Linked DNA regions of Mus musculus: all the other regions are linked to region 1. Evidence: chromatin contacts called from public HiChIP or PLAC-seq data. All regions are on one chromosome and are shown on one strand. The core of a region is the stretch at or near the end of the contact, and the rest is flanking DNA. Distances in the headings are between cores, read along the strand shown.

The links. HiChIP or PLAC-seq counts read pairs in DNA pulled down with a chosen protein or histone mark.
Region 2: an H3K27ac HiChIP or PLAC-seq map of regulatory T cells shows a contact between it and region 1, with 4 times the contacts expected there. The contact joins the promoter of Cd101 here to the enhancer-like site in region 1. A contact is called at or near these places in 17 of 39 promoter capture datasets (the 3T3-L1 cell line, 3T3-L1-derived adipocytes, the C10 cell line and 10 more), 1 of 484 Hi-C or Micro-C datasets (Th1 cells), 9 of 115 datasets of contacts at active chromatin or transcription factors (CD8 T cells, T-cell acute lymphoblastic leukemia, cardiomyocytes and 4 more) and 4 of 9 other capture datasets (adipose tissue, liver, macrophages and 1 more).
Region 3: a contact with region 1 is called in a BATF HiChIP or PLAC-seq map of CD8 T cells, with 6 read pairs. The contact joins two enhancer-like sites. A contact is called at or near these places in 1 of 484 Hi-C or Micro-C datasets (nephron progenitors) and 6 of 115 datasets of contacts at active chromatin or transcription factors (CD8 T cells, cardiomyocytes, embryonic stem cells and 1 more).

Annotation. Positions count from the first base shown.
Region 1 is chr3:101,236,292-101,238,921 of GRCm38.p6, forward strand. No RefSeq gene overlaps it. Among named protein-coding and RNA genes, the nearest start is that of Cd2, 50 kb to the right of the region's middle. Within about 2 kb of position 1,295, at least 50 of the 459 cell types and tissues checked have an H3K27ac peak or open chromatin away from gene starts, as enhancers often do. A contact at or near this core is called in CD8 T cells, T-cell acute lymphoblastic leukemia, regulatory T cells and 1 more, where this site is marked.
Region 2 is chr3:101,028,220-101,030,849 of GRCm38.p6, forward strand. Cd101 (CD101 antigen) reads right to left here and starts at 1,334. Exons shown (of 9, transcript NM_001167906.2): 1 at 1,234-1,334. The coding sequence starts at 1,276.
Region 3 is chr3:101,046,743-101,049,372 of GRCm38.p6, forward strand. The region is part of intron 7 of Ptgfrn (prostaglandin F2 receptor negative regulator); the gene reads right to left. Among named protein-coding and RNA genes, the nearest start is that of Cd101, 19 kb to the left of the region's middle. Within about 2 kb of position 1,334, at least 107 of the 459 cell types and tissues checked have an H3K27ac peak or open chromatin away from gene starts, as enhancers often do. A contact at or near this core is called in CD8 T cells, where this site is marked.

The sequences.
Region 1 (2,630 bases), core at 45-2,544:
CTTGTCTGCTGGAAGAGCACCCGGGTTTCAAAGCCATCTAGTTTGTTTTTCTTACTGCTTCCACCTGCGTTTCCGTTTCATCTCTCACCCCATCTGTGGCTGCTAATCCCGAAGAGCACCTTCGCTGCACTGCTACAGTGAAGCCTCAAAGCTGTTAAAACATCAACAAGAATGCGAGCTTGCAGGGCTGTGGAACAGCGAGGCGATCCTCATTCTCCGCGGATGAAGGACATCTCCCTCCGTGCGTGCTTGCCTCCTTGGGTCATTCATACAAACATCCTGTCTCCAAGTCCACCGTTGAAATCCAAGCCAGCCTGCAACATTGCATACTTACAGCCCTGGCATTCTGTCGACTTCTGCAATTGGGATAGCAACATTTTGTTCAGCCATTGGAAGTGTCCTCTTCTGTTACAAAATCAGTCTTTCCCACTTGTATCTGCCCAGTCCCAGTATGCAGGGACAGGCGAAAGGTGAGGCTGGTGACTGTATTGCATGCAGTCACCCTCTGCACTTAGAACTCGAAAGGAAACAGGACAGTATTTAAATATCGCAGTCCAAATGTCCAGCGTCCCAGGCTTGTAATAATGGAGACACTGTCATCACACAAACGTCCAAAAGAAATGCTGAGTGGAGAGATTGGTTAGAGTGTTCTCAGAAATCTTGGGGTTTACTTCCTCCTAGAAGTCAGGAACAGGATGCTGTGGACTGTCAATGGGTCATTAACTTGACATTCATTGGCCCTTTTGTTGACAGAATTGAGGGGGGTGGGCTTATTCTCCTGCCTACCACTAAGATTCATTCTAGGGAAGGCGTAAAATGCAGGGCAGCTGCTTAGAAACCATGGGCAGCGCAGTCCCGAGCCCTGCATTTACCAGCATGGAACAGGGAAGGTGATCCACAACTGTGGGCCCAATAGGCCCTCAAGAGGTTTGAATTGACCCTCAGTCCTGGCGTCTGGAAATCCATCATTCCACATAGACACAGACACCCGAGCTGAATGAGTAATTAGTATGGTTTAGAAAATTCAATTCAACAAGCAGTTATTGAGTGCACTGTGAGCACACAGTGTTCAGGACCAGGTGCTGGCGGAGGGAGGAAACAAGGGTGGGAGAGACTATGCAGTCATCTACGAAATGCTGCTCATTCCCAGAAGTGCTCAGGCCTGGCAGCGAGACAAAGCCTACGTAGGAAATAATGAGAAAATACGAGAGACAGTGTCTGATATTTAAAACCATAGGCTGAATGTAAATCAGACCTGTGGCCTCAGCACGGGCGATGGATCAGATGGGGTGGCAAGGAGCCTGTCGGTGAATGATTAACGGGTCCAGGGGGAGCTGAGGAGCCTGCATTGGAACACGATGAGGAAGCACAGACTGGAGGTCCTGATGGGGGTCCCAGGGGAGGGGGAGCCAGGCATGGTAAAAGTGTACTCTTATTTTGACAAGGAAGATTTTAGTAGATCTTCCTAGAACTGTGTGTGAGGATGTATGTGTGCATAGGTGTAAGTCTGTGCGTATGTGTAATTTTAAGGCTCCCTCCTTTTTTTTTGTTCCAGAAACACGTTTTCCACCATCGCTGTAGGAGGCACAGAGGTCGTTGTGTTCACAGACAAGCCCTAGGGAAACCAGAAATGTCAAACCCACAGGCCTGTCTCTTCATAGGGAGCTATGTGTAACCTAACCTGTTTTCTATCTAGGAGGCTGGGAGAGGATATGGTTAATAGCTTGGTGACTTTGTACTATCTGTGTCACCAGGCCATAGTGGATACTTCCCCAGACCCTTACAGGGAGCTTGTCAATCTATAGAATCTATTTTCATGGGGAACACCACACACTGTCGGTCTATAGAACCTAGCTTTATAGAAGATGTCACATGTATTTTACAATGAGTTTTGATGTGGTCATGTCTTAAACTTTATTGTGCACACAGGATTGAGTTATTTTTTTTTAAAGATTTATTTATTTATTATATGTAAGTACATTGTAGCTGTCTTCAGACACTCCAGAAGAGGGAGTCAGATCTCCTTACGGATGGTTGTGAGCCACCATGTGGTTGCTGGGATTTGAACTCTGGACCTTCGGAAGAGCAGTCGGGTGCTCTTACCCACTGAGCCATCTCACCAGCCCCAGGATTGAGTTATTTATCACCAGGAAAAGTTTCACCAAATTGTGCTGCACTGTGCTTAGATATGTATACAATAAAGCACTCCGAGAAAGACAGGAAGTTTGAACCAACACCAGCTACTAGGTCATATTGAATTGAACTGCCTTCTTGCCTCCTGCCAATCATCTCTACTTTGTTCATGGTAGAGGGCCTCACCTCTCCTATTACGACTTTTCCCGTGGAAGATCAAATGCTGGGCTTCTCAATGGGAAATTTCCAGAAATGATGAGACTATCATGAAAATTAATTTAAATCTTCCTGAGGTTGTTAGCTAGCCTGCACACCGAGATATGTGTCAAATATGAATATTAGGAGAGCAAGGAGGGGGTGTAACAGTCTTAAAATGACCTCAGTGTAACCACTCCATAAAGCAAAATTCTTAGAGTCATTGTTTCCGTTGGCAGGGTTCCCCTGCCCTTCCAGATATGCTGGGGACAAACTTTCCCACTTTTGAAGTTAGGCGGAGT
Region 2 (2,630 bases), core at 84-2,583, 210 kb before region 1:
CCCAGTTCCTCCCTCATCCCGGCTACCACAGTCTCTTCACAAACTCCACCCAGTTTCTGGGAACCAAGACTTTTAAACTTGAACCAACCTACAGTTAGGATTCAAGGGTCCTTAAAACAGGGTGAAAAAGCCCTTTAATCTTTATTCTCATTAATCTCCAATGGAAATGTCCTATTTCCCTTCAGTGATGGATGCAGACGTGTAACCATAGCTACTTGCATATTATATGGCAATTTTTGTAGACATATTAGAATATTCTCTTCATACCCACCACTTCTCTGAGCTTGGTGATTAAAAAATGGTCCTCCAGACCTTGTTGTATAGCACATAAATAAGAATGGAAATGAACACATTATGATTTATTTTTAAATATTGTTTATTCACTATAAAATTCAGGTAGGCCTACTTTAGGCTTCTACTAGTGCTGTGATTACAGGTGCCATCACATTGGCACTGAAAATATTTTGATAACTTTATTTCAATAAGGCCAGTTTATACTATAGTCCTATGCATTTTATAATATGCATTTATAAGTTACACTGAGATGATCTTTGTATGTGGCACACAGCCTGCCTGTTAACTGCTCTACATGGTAAGGAACTATTTTGTTCCCTGCTAAATTCACCTGTTTCTTCCCTTTATCTCCAAGTTTTTCTTCTTCCATCCTCTTCAAATATGCAAAAGTATCCCTGGGCCAGATAAAGGCCCTATATGGGCTTTAGTAGAGCCAAGTAATTGTTCTGATCCTTCTCTGTCTCTCTCTTTAGCTCTCAGAAAAAGTCTAGAACCTTCTTTTAGCTTGACCTAAACTACACGGTACTCTTAATGCTTTTTCTTCTACCTAAGTCACATCCACAAGGCACACACATCTAGTTACACCCTAACATCAGGCAACCCTTGAGGCCTCTTCGTGTGTCAGTGAAACCTCTTCATCTCCCACGGGATGCTCAGCCCAGGAAGGTAAAGTAAAGCCAGGGCCATGCAAAGCTCAAAGACAAGCTTGAAATAAAATACAATAGGTACCCAGGATATAACAAAGTCTTCCATTGCCCCCAGTCACAAGGATGCATAAGGAAGCCTTAAAACCGTCATCAATAAGTAAAAGATTGGCACAAAGTCAGAAATCTATAACCTAGTCTTTCCTGTGAAGACCAACTTGGCCTGCTCCCTCACCCAGCAGCCTCTGGATGACAAGCCCCTGTATGGTAGAAACATCAAAGTTATAAGACTTACTTAGAGAGAGAAAGAGAGATGCCACACACAGGATGCATGCCATCTGGACCGGCACAGCTTTTTCGGGCAGCGTCACTGAACTTGCTCAGAGGCTGAGTGACAAAATTCAGTGCTGCCACAGCAAAGGTAAAGAGGAAGCTATGGTGTGGTTTTCAGCCCACTGAGAGACCTTTGCAGAAAGCAAAGGTGGCTGCATTTACAGTCACTTAGACTTGGGTATGAAGTAAGGAGTTATCTTCACGGTGAAGGAAACCCATACAGATGAAGGAGACCCTGGGGCTCCTCCTGCCTAAAGAGGAAGGAATTTCAGAAATCTGAGTGAATGAAAAAATCGAGAAATGTTCTGCTCCCTTCTTGAGGGAGGAAGCATGAGAGGAGCCCCTGGAATCCATGAACTCGGGGGGCCCCATGAGGTATAAAAATGGGAGGTCCCAGAGGCAGGCTGTCTGAAGTGTGGGGTGTAGTCTGTTATCAGCTGTGTGATACCACCACCCCCAGGATTGCAAAAAAAAAAATGTCATTGGTTTAAGCACTTAGAACAGTATTTGGTCCACAGTAGTGTTCAATGGCTATCACCTCCCATCATCACCACCAGCAGACTCTGAGTTGATGTTTATCTTCCCAGGGTGGGTCTGGAGATCAAGGATAGCAGAAGTGTGCCTCCATGCAGCTACTGGCACTGAACCCGGGGTAACTGAGTGGTCGAGACCTAGAAGACAAAATCACATCCCTGAGGACACTGCCTCAGACTCTGCGATCTGGTACAGCACAGACCTAGGCAGATTAGGAATAATTTAGTCTGTTTCAGGGCACAGTAACAGGCAGATTCTTGCTTGTTCTGTCCATCCATCTATCCATCTACCATTCATCCATTTATCCATGCATTCATCCATTCACCATCCATCCATTCACCCACCCACTCCATCCACCCAAATATCCATCCATCCATTCACCCACCCACCCCAGCCATCTATCCATCCATCCATCCATCCATCCATCCATCCCATTCATACATACATACATACATACATACATACATACATACATACATACAGTCTTTTTTTTTTTGTCGTCCCATGTCTGGTGTTGTGGTACAACTTGCACATATACAAAGATATTCATAACCTTTCCTTTATCCTCAGGAAATGCCTTTTTAATCAGATGACCACCAATACAATGTGTTTACATACTATGGGACATATAAAGGCAGAGAAAGAAGTTGGTGCACAGGAGGGGAGGTCAGGATGGATTGTACTGGGCCAAAGAGACAACTAGAGGGAAAAAAAAAAGAAGCGCATCAGGCACAGTTGGGAAATACTCTAGCCTAGTAGATAGGGGTTGCTGACTGTCTCTTCCTGTTGATGACACTTGGGGCTGGTATGAAGAAAGAGAGTCTA
Region 3 (2,630 bases), core at 84-2,583, 190 kb before region 1:
AAACAGGTCCCAATGATAACTCCACTACTAAAGCAGATCCCCTCTCTCCTCCACCTGCCCCAGGGGCCCCTCAGCATAAACAATTCTCAGCAGGTAAGTCTCTGAGACCAGCTTGGTGGGAATGCAGAAGGTGCTGTGGACTGCCTATTCCCCCTCAGTGCCAGGGCGGAGTGGGCTCTGCTACCCAGGGAAACTCAGGGAGTCTAGAGTGGCTACCAATGATAAAGCATAGAGGTGCTGCCATTACGTCATTCTCTTGTGCATCATAGGATGCTAAGGTGGCTAGCCTGGGCCAGAATCCCAGTACCTACTGGCCACATGACCTGAACAAGCCATGTTAGTTTATTGCACAATGCAAATTAACAGGGCTCTGGAGAGATAGCTCAGTGGTTAAGAGCATTCACTGCTCTTCACAGAACCTGGGTTCAGTTCTCAGCACTCATGTCAGGTAGCTCACAACTGCTTATAGCTCCAATTCCAAGGGATCTCTTATCCTCTTCTGGCCTCCACAGTCAGACAGACAGACAGACAGACAGACAGACAGACAGACAGACAGACAGTGTACAGACACACATAGACAAACACACATACACTTTAAAAACTTAAAAAAAAAAAATCCAACTAACAGCGTGGGCGAACACTGACTGCCAAGAACCACTCCCAGCCCACGTGTTTCTGTATGTGGCTCCTGGAAGCCCGGCCCGGGGGACAGGCAGGAAGGTTTTGTCCTGTGTGAAGGGGCAGTGCTAATAACCAGAGACCCTGCAGGCCTCCCCAGCATCTGGGTGCAAAGTACTGGGTAGCCATTACATTGGGGTGGGTGCCTGGCTCCTTTAGGACTTCTGTTCAAAGGTTCATGTGGCTACAAGCTCAGCATGGACATGTTTCCCCGAGAAGGACCCAGTGGGAACTAGTGATAATAAAAGCGATAGTGATAAAGCTACACACCACCATCTCCACACGTGGCTGACAGGTAGATGCCGCTAGAAGGAAGTGTGGGAGGTACTTGTCAAGGATATGGGCCCCTCCTGTGGGCATCTGCTGTACTGAGTCACCCATCTCACCACATACCCTGGTTAGGTACTAGACGCTGATGTGTTCCGACTGGACCATTTCCAGAACACGGAAGTCACCTCACCTGGGTGAAATGCCTCACAGAGGCTACGGAACACCCTTAACGCTCAGCCACTCCGCCTCTGAGCAATGGCTGAGCAGCAAGGACAGGAAAGTCCAGCTCCTTAGCTGCCCTCGGCACCAAGTACTCCGAGCATAGTGACTGGGCCCCATTCTCTTGCACCCCCACAGCACACTCTGGAGACCCCCCTCCCCCCCATGACTCACACTGCCTCTGCTCTGCTTCAGACCATGGTGCCACCCACGCTTGGCCGCTCCCACCCTGCTGTGACACAACAGTGCCTTGGCTCTCAGCCCACTTATGCAACTTTCCCACTGAGAATTCCCTCTCAGAGCCATGGGATGAATGAAAAGAGAAAAAAAAAAAAAGAAAGAAAAAAGAAAAAGAAAGAAATTACGATTTGTGTTTAATTATTCAGAATCTTCCACCCACACAGAGCAAGAGTGCAAAGTTCTGGAAAATTGTGATTTGCAAGATACCAGCTACCTATAGCTTTTGCAATTACATCAGAGAAAAGAGGTTTACATGAAAGGCACAACTGGCGACCTATTAATTTGCTGAGAAAGAGCATTTGGAGGGTTTAATATCTGTATATCACAAATGAGCTTTCAAACAGCACTGCACTATGCAAACTTTTAAGGAGTTTTTGCTTGCCTTTCCCTGGCAGTCTTTCCTGCCTTTTCCTTCATTTCTACGTTCAAAGGTACCTTTGTGCCTCTGCGCCTCGCAGCTTTGGTACAGCAGCAGTTGCTCTCTTCAGAGCCCGACTTTACATGACGTCTCATGCCTCACATGCTGTACAGAAGCCCTAAAGGAACCAGGGAGCCACTCCCATCATAATGGCTACCCCGTAGTTTACCCCCAGATGCCGGTGAGGTCTGCAGGGTCCCCCATCTTTGGTTATTAGCACTGTCCCTTCATACAGAACAACCTGCTGCCTGCTTCTGGGGCCATGCTTCCAGAGGTCTACACACAGAAACACATGAGAACTCACAGAATTTGGCTAGCTTTGTGTATGACTTTGCTAGGAATGGGGTGGGGTTGGGCAGTGTCAGGGTCACAGTGGGTGGTGGAAGGGAGAAGGGCAGGCCTCAGCAAGCTAGGCTCTTCACAGAATCGTTGGGGAAAGGCAAAGGTGGGTAAAGTCCTGCTCAGCAACAGGGACAACACCCTAAGGCCTTTAAGACCAGAGGAGCCAATAAGAGAGGGATGTCATCTTGCTTAAGGCACCAAGCAGAGAATGCATGAGGGATGGGCCCAGGATTCTGAGGCATCTGTTGGCAAGGCTAATCTTTTCGGTAAAGAGAAGATTCACAGAACTGGGGACATGGCTTGGGACAGGCCGGGTGTGCACAAGGTTCCCTCTTCAGTAGAATGGGAAAGGCTTTACAAAGATATCCTAAAAGTTATAAATGACATCACTTCTGTATTCCGCCTCGGGTGCAAGCTCTCGGGGGTAGATCTTGAGCACGTCCGTAGCTCTATCCCCAACATC